Linked DNA regions of Anser cygnoides: region 1 is linked to region 2. Evidence: chromatin contacts called from public Hi-C data. All regions are on one chromosome and are shown on one strand. Each heading gives the region's core, a stretch centred on a gene start, on an enhancer-like site or on the middle of the called end of the contact. The rest is flanking DNA. Distances are from core to core; before and after follow the strand shown.

The links. A called contact is a pair of places that touch in the nucleus more often than the background predicts.
Region 1: a Hi-C map of liver shows a contact between it and region 2, with 2.6 times the contacts expected there. The contact joins two enhancer-like sites. A contact is called at or near these places in 2 of 7 Hi-C or Micro-C datasets (granulosa cells and liver).

Annotation. Positions count from the first base shown.
Region 1 is chr1:129,954,316-129,958,002 of Taihu_goose_T2T_genome, reverse strand. The region is part of intron 14 of REPS2 (RALBP1 associated Eps domain containing 2); the gene reads left to right. Among named protein-coding and RNA genes, the nearest start is that of REPS2, 83 kb to the left of the region's middle. Within about 2 kb of position 1,707, at least 1 of the 3 cell types and tissues checked has open chromatin away from gene starts, as enhancers often do.
Region 2 is chr1:129,374,822-129,378,526 of Taihu_goose_T2T_genome, reverse strand. It overlaps SCML2 (Scm polycomb group protein like 2), which reads right to left. Exons shown (of 15, transcript XM_066981345.1): 4 at 1,997-2,067. Among named protein-coding and RNA genes, the nearest start is that of SCML2, 24 kb to the right of the region's middle. Within about 2 kb of position 1,941, at least 2 of the 3 cell types and tissues checked have open chromatin away from gene starts, as enhancers often do.

The DNA of each region.
Region 1 (3,687 bases), core at 458-2,957, 580 kb before region 2:
GGATAAGACTCTTAGAAAATGCAAGAATGGGGGAATATATGAGTGGGGGAAAAGGAGATACAACCTATTAATATCTGGATGTTGGTCTTTGCAAAGGGAAGCTCTTCAGGAGATTTGGAAGAAGACTCTGTGTTGCTCTTTTCTGTGATCACATACTCTTCTTCCCATAATCAAGATATTCTCAGGCCTGGTCTGGAAATTATCTTTTGCATTACTGGTATTGCACACAAGTGGGATTTTCTTTACCCAGCTGCTATAACCCTGGATGTGGACCCAGTCATATCAACACTTCCTATGTCAGCAGCTTGCTCCATTCTGTGGCCATGAGTGAGACACTTGCGTCTGAGCACCTTCACCCTATTGTAACTGAATTTTCCCTTGGAAGACCATATTCCATAAGCAGTGTAATCTCTCTGGGTAGACAAGACTTTAGAAACCTGAATTATTTAATGCACCGCTGAAGAATTTTAAACAACAATGTAACAGTGAGAAGTTTCCAAGACATGGAAAAACTGTAAGGCATTTATTACTGTGATGGAGGGAGGCAGTTTATTGCTGTGTTTCTGAATGAGAAATGAGTTGCCCAAATACTATATTAAGCATGGTATAAAAGCAAAAAAATAAAGGGAACCCACCTTAATGGATCCTGATGGATCACCTTTTCCTTACACCCTACTATAAGAGCTCAGATTGGAGTATCTTGGAGCCAGTCTCACTTGACCTGTCACCAGAAGGCTACAGGGACTGGCTTTCACCCTGTGTCCAAATCAGTGAAGGGGAGGAAATCTGTGAGGAATCCCTCTGCCAAAACAAAAACCAGGAGTTAGATGCCATTGTCAGTGCCATGTTTTGTCCAAAATTATTGGACTGTTTCCCTGCAGAGGGCTAAGCTTCCTCCTTTGGAATATTCTCCGTGTTCTCTCAGTAGTCAGTGAGGCAGGAGTTAACACTCTGCAAGGAGAAAGTTGAGGCTCCCAAATCTTGTATTGCAGTTGGAAATCTCCCACGTCTGCTTGGAGGACTTTTTCCTTTAAAATGTGTGTGGGGAGGAACCAGCGCGCAAACATCTTTGTAAAGCATCTCAAACCTCGCCTAGGGGACTTTGTTGGGTTGTTGAATCAGCAAACCTTCTTTGCATGGGTGCAAGTTGCAGTTACACAAAATATTTCTGCCTGGGTTAAGTGGTGTCAGTCTCTGAACAAAATCCACTGCAGCAGCATAACGATATTTTTTATGCTCAGACACTTGTGTCAGAGGCCCGTCACTGAGGGCTGGGGACTTTTCCATAGGTGGGAGCTCAGCTCTGCCGGCCGGTCATTAATGTGCGGACCCAGCTTCTGCGTGACCAGCAAAGGAGACACTCCAAAGCACTGAGGCTTACCTTGCCCAGCACCTGCTGTCTGCACACCTCGCGGGGCGGGATCAGTCTGCAGGCTGTGAATAATATGGACAGCTATTTTTTGGTGTTCTCCTCGAAGCCAAACACTCAGAAATGGCCTGTTCCACGTGCCACTAGGTGGCACTTGAGGGACATGGCAGTCGCTTGGTTTTATTCATTATGCGTGAGCTGCGTCACCAGAACTAGTTCTTTTTTAAAATTTTTTGGTCAAATGTACTTATGTATTTATATTTACCATCTGCCTTCTCCAGCCAGCCCCTGCCCTGCTGCCTGCTGAGCTTTACACGCCAGCCTGCGTGCAGTCCTCGCGCCAGCCCGGTGGCCCAGCCACTGCTCTGCAGACCAGGAGCTGCCAGAGCTGCTAGGCTGACAGCCACATCGCAGCACTCAGCTGCTGAAAAAAATATAGATGTTGTATCGTTGGGAACTGCCTTATCAAACAGTTGAAAATTTTGAAAACTCGCCCTTCTGGCGTCAGTACTGCAATTTATATTTGCTCTCACCAGAACAAAAAGTTTACTCTTTTTTTCTCCTTTCAGTTTTCTGCAGGTTAAAACAATGTTCTCCTGCAATGAGGCCAATTTTTAATATCAGTTTTTCTGCAGCAGTTTTTGCTTTTTTTCCCTTTTTTTTCCCCCTCCAGGTCGTTTATCTTATTCTAACTTCAATTTTCATTCATATTTGCAATTGACATTGTAGAGTATGTCTCTGTTTAGTTACTTCTACACTGCTTGAGCAGTTGGTTTTTGAAAGCTGCATTTTATCTACACATGAAAGGAGACCAAACCTCTGTTATTTTTTTCCATGCTGTAGAATAAAGTGCTGTATTCTTGCTTCTGATGCAAGGTTTAATATAGACTCCAGTAAGAGTGTGAGCACCAGAAGCTGCCTGTCTGGCCAGGTTAGGGGGATGTCTGGTGCCCCCAGCCCAAGGAAGGTCATTCAGAGCTGGTTCTCACATGTCCCTGTCATCGCACTGCGTTTTGCAGCAAAGCTATACCATGAGGGCTTCATAGTGTACCTATTACACGGCTCTCTGAAGACTGTGTTTATTCTTCCTGCCCCTAAATGAGTGATTTATCAAAGTGATGTGATTTGGGACCAAATTTATTGTGTGGCTCTGTTGGGTATTTGAGCTTTGCTATCCCCAAATCATTCATGAAAGCCCCATAGATCTTCCCATGCTGCTGTTAACAGTGCTCAGACCCTTGATTTCTTTCAGATATATAAAAAGTGGTGGTACAAATCAGAGAGGTTATGGGCTATTCACATTGCTGATAAAGAAATGCTATGTTACATAAAATGCATTTTTAAAGGTCTTTGCTTTGTGTAGACAGAAAAAAAAAAATATTGCTTTTTCCATTTTACTCTCCTATTTGTACCAGAAATCAACAGATATAAAAGAAGCTCTTCAATCTGTGAAAAAAGGTTTGCAGAATTGAAATGTTAGTATCTAGTAGCTATTTGAAATCCAAATACTTAAGATATTAATATTCAAATACTACTGGAAAGTCACAGTGTGTTTATTTTTATTATACCATCAGATAACACTACAGATGTAGCGCACTTGGAAGAGGGGGAGAGATCTTGTCAGCCAAGACACATTTTCCTCCTCTCCAGAGGAATTTCACATGCATTTAAAAAAAAAAAAAAAAAAAGATCACAAATCTCACTCCTCCGTATAAAAGTTCAACATCGTACAGTTGAAGAGCAGCAGTAACCTGGCAGAACTGCTTTTCCCCTGCAGCCTTCTGTAGAGCTCTTACTGGTTTTGTTATGAAAAAAATGGAAGTGCTATGGGGAAAAAAAAAAGTCCTTCCTTTTAAAATATACCAAGTTGTGTCCATTCTGTCATTTTTTAACCTGTGGTTAAGCCCTATGAAACTTGTGACCACTCCACAACTTGATGTGTCTAGGCAGAAGCCTCCTGGCAAGAGCAAATTCGGTTCTTCAGTGTGTGACAGGTTATTATTTTGGCTAAAATCCTGGCCCCTTTAAAGTCTGAGGTTTGCCTTGAAATTTTTATTTTTAAACCCAGGCTTTCACCTGGGTAGAAGCGAGCCTTTTTTGAGGAGCGAGCAGGATGGCAGGCTGCCTGTCCTGCCTGGGGGCCGTTGTCAGCTTGGCTCCGACTTGACAGGAGCTGGGAAAGAGGAGAGGAGGCAGGCTGCGAGTGCCAAGTGCCCTCAGCCTCCCCGCTGCTGCCTGCTTTCCCCGTCTTCAAAAGGCAGCTGATGCTTTCTGGACAGAAAACAGCCGTGCCCTGTTTACACCGTGTTCGCTGTAGC
Region 2 (3,705 bases), core at 692-3,191:
AGTGCAGCAGGAGGGCAGGAGGTGCTCCAGGCAGGCAGCAGCAGTTCCCCTGCGGCCTGTGCAGGGAGAGGCCCCTGGTGGAGCAGGCTGTCCCCCTGCAGCCCATGGGTCCCACACGGAGCAGATCTCCACGCTGCAGCCCGTGAAGGAGCCCCCGGTGGAGCAGGTGGATGTGGCCTGGAGGAGGCTGCGGCCCATGGAGAGCCCCCGCAGGAGCAGGCCCCGGGCCGGAGCTGCAGCCCGTGGAGAGGAGCCCACGCAGGAGCAGGGGGTCTGGGGGGAGCTGCCGCCCGTGGGGGACCCGTGCTGGAGCAGTTTGTCCCTGGGGGATGGACCCCGTGGTACGGAGCCGTGTGGGAGCAGTGCTGGAAGAGCTGCTGCCTGTGGGCAGCCCCTGCAGGCTCAGTTCGGGCAGGACGGCATCCCGTGGGAGGGACCCCACGGGGAGCAGGGGCAGGGAGGGACCGAGAAGGAGCGGCGGAGACAAAGCATCAGGGGCTGACCGCAGCCCCCATTGCCTGTTCCCCTGCACTGTTCAGAGTGGATGGGGGAAAGGTGGTTTTATTTTCTTTCTCACTGCTCTAGCTTGTTAGTAATAGGCAATAAATTTCTCTAATCTCCCTACACCAAGTCTGTTTTGCCCATCACAATAACTTGAGTGATCTCCCTGTCCATATCTCAACCCACGAGCCCTTTGCATCGTATTTTCTCCCCCTTTTTCTTTGAGGAGGGGGAGTGAGAGAGTAGTTGTGGTAGAGCTCAGCTGCCCAGCTGGGTAAAACCACCACATTAGCTCACACAAGATGGTAGATTTAAACTGCATCTGCAAATAGATACAAAACCATAGGACAAGGGGGGAATCAAACTTGCAAAGCACAATGTGAACAGCACCTCAAACACCCTTTGTACACTCTCCTTACAGCCTCTTACTGAGTGACGTACAATACTGAAGTCTGATAACCTGAGACTGTGGTTAACGCATGCATACACTTCAGTAAACTTGATCTTTTAAATTCCTATCTGATATGTTTAACCTTAGCCACTCTCCATATTTTGCCTAGCAGAAGTACCACTTCAGCAACCATAACTCTACACTAAGTTCAGGGGCAATTAGTTCTCTTCATTATAAGTCTAGTATTACCTTTGTATTCCATCATAGAATCACAGAATGGTTTGGGCTTGAAGGGTCCTTAAATATTGCCCAGTTCCAACCCCCCTGCCATGGGCAGGGACACCTCCCACCAGACCAGGTTGCCCAAAGCCCCATCCAGCGTGGCCTTGAACACCTCCAGGGATGGGGCATCCACAGCTTCTCTGGGCAACCTCTCCCAGTGTCTCAACACCCTCTGAGTAAAGAATTTCTTCCTTAAATCTATCCACTTTCAGTTTAGAACCATTGCCCCTTCTCCTGTCATTATAGGCCCTGGTAAAAAGTCTTTCCCCATGATTTTTTTTAATTGTATTGTTTAAACTCCATTATCTATTACACCCTGCTCTGAAAGAGCCAAAATGTAACATATTTGAGAGATCCAGAAAAAAAAGTGGTGAATAAGTTCTCCTGCACATGCAAACATGTATTTTGTACATCTTGTAGCTTTTCAGAACTGAAAGGACTCTTACAGAAACGGGGCTGGAGAGAGACTCCTCTGATTATCAGCCAAATGTTAATTCTCACAGTAAACCTCTAAGATTACTGGAAAAAATAGAAGATATTTTTGAACTCTGATAAGACTATCTGTTTTCATTAACTAGTCTTCTTTTGAAGAAAAAGAGTCCAAAGCTACAACTTTAATGAAACCCTCAAAGTTTGGCTTAAGGCAGAAACCAAGAATGGAAAATCTCTGGCTTCTGCCAAAACTGTAAGCTACTGATAAACAGAGATCAAAAGAAGTCAAACAGAAAGTTTGCAAGCAGTCCTAACATAAAAGTTGCTTCATCATCACCCTGTAACATGGAGGCATACACACACACACTTGCAAAATAGTATTTGGCATACCTGTCTGAAGCAATGTAGAGGGGCAGCTACTGATTCAGTCTCTTTCAGATAGTCATCCCAATTAAACTGTTCTGGAAGACATAAGATAAAAAAGACCATAAAGACAGTTTTTAAAGGGAACACAAATTAAGAGAGAGGTTGGGGAAAGAGAGGGCAAAAAAACCACCCCATCCAACTATCTCGTAGAATATATTTTTTTCCAAGAACAGGATTACAATAAAATGCAAACTCCACCTTTGCAAAATACACAGCTTGAAATAGCTTTCTGTAAATCCATCAGCGGAAATCACACAATTGGCAGATACCAATATAAGCTTCCCACAAGTTCTTCTTTTTGTGGTCCACGCATAAAGACACAAATAGGGACATCTAGACTTAATTCTCTGCACAAAGATCTCCCAAGCATCCCTGTGCAAATCACATCAGTGGTTCCACATCTCGGTTCCCCTAACAAGTGCATGGGAACAGCAGCACTGGTATGATAACTTCAGAGGAGTGCTGAAATAATACATGGAAAAAAAACACAGACGTTTTGCGTCTGATGAAGCATATGTTGAGAATCACTATCCCCAGTCCAATAGATCAAAAGGATTAGCTCAGCCTTCCAACTCCATCTTTGTGTCTTTTCCTCTGAACTCACATAAAGGTCTATCTTTGTAAGGTAAATACTATTGTAATGTTCAGCAACAGAATCACCATGTTTTTTCCAGTGTTAATATTGGCATTGCTTATGTACACAGCTGAGGGTATCCTGCATTTGATTTAATCAGTGTTACCATTTTTTGAACAAATGGAACGGTATGAAGCACTAACATCAAAGATATAAGCAAGCATTAAATCAATATAAAGCACAAGAGAAAAACTACCATGCCACAGCTAACGTTTTTGTCCTTAAATCACCTAGGTGAGCTTTTTTGTTTATTTTTCTCGTTCAGGCAGCTGGCATCTTTCTGATGTTCTTGAAGAGCACATCATCACTTAATCCCAAAACAGTGCAATGATGCCACCCAGTGGCTCAAGCAGCAGTCACTTCACAAAGCATAATCCGTAGCAGCAATGGAGAAACTGCATCATGTGTATCAGTAAAAACACTACTGGGCACAGCTAAACACATTCCTGCAATTTTCAGAAACAAAGAAACAATCAGAAAATGTCAGTGTTTTCAGTCACTTGCACACCGCTTCTCTGAAGGATGTTTGCCGGTTTGAACCTAGTGTTTGCCTGCATTAGTACAGCACTTAGTGAGGCACTTATATAGGGCCTCAAGCAGAAGAGAAACACCCCCCTGGGCCGCTAAGATCCTCATTTTTTGTCACAACAGACTCAAAAGGGTATGAATGATTTGTCTGTGACACCGCAGAGGGCATGCAGTTGCTAACTGTATAACAAGTCAATAACATTTCAAGAGCTGTTAATTTGGCAGACTGGACCGTATACAGGCTGGTAACAACGACGTTTTGATAGGACACCTTTCAAGAGGAGAAACCCCATTCACCCCATCTGAAAACATTACATCCATACGCCTGAATTTCCCAAATTATCTCAGTTGGTATATCAGGACTTGAAATCCTAGGTATTAGAACCATTTTCATCAAGCACAAATGATCTGAAGTTTACATTAGAACCACTCCACTTCTGAAGATATGCTGTAGTAAATTAAAGGTCTCAGGGATGGCACTAATTACCATTTAATTACTGCAATCACAGAA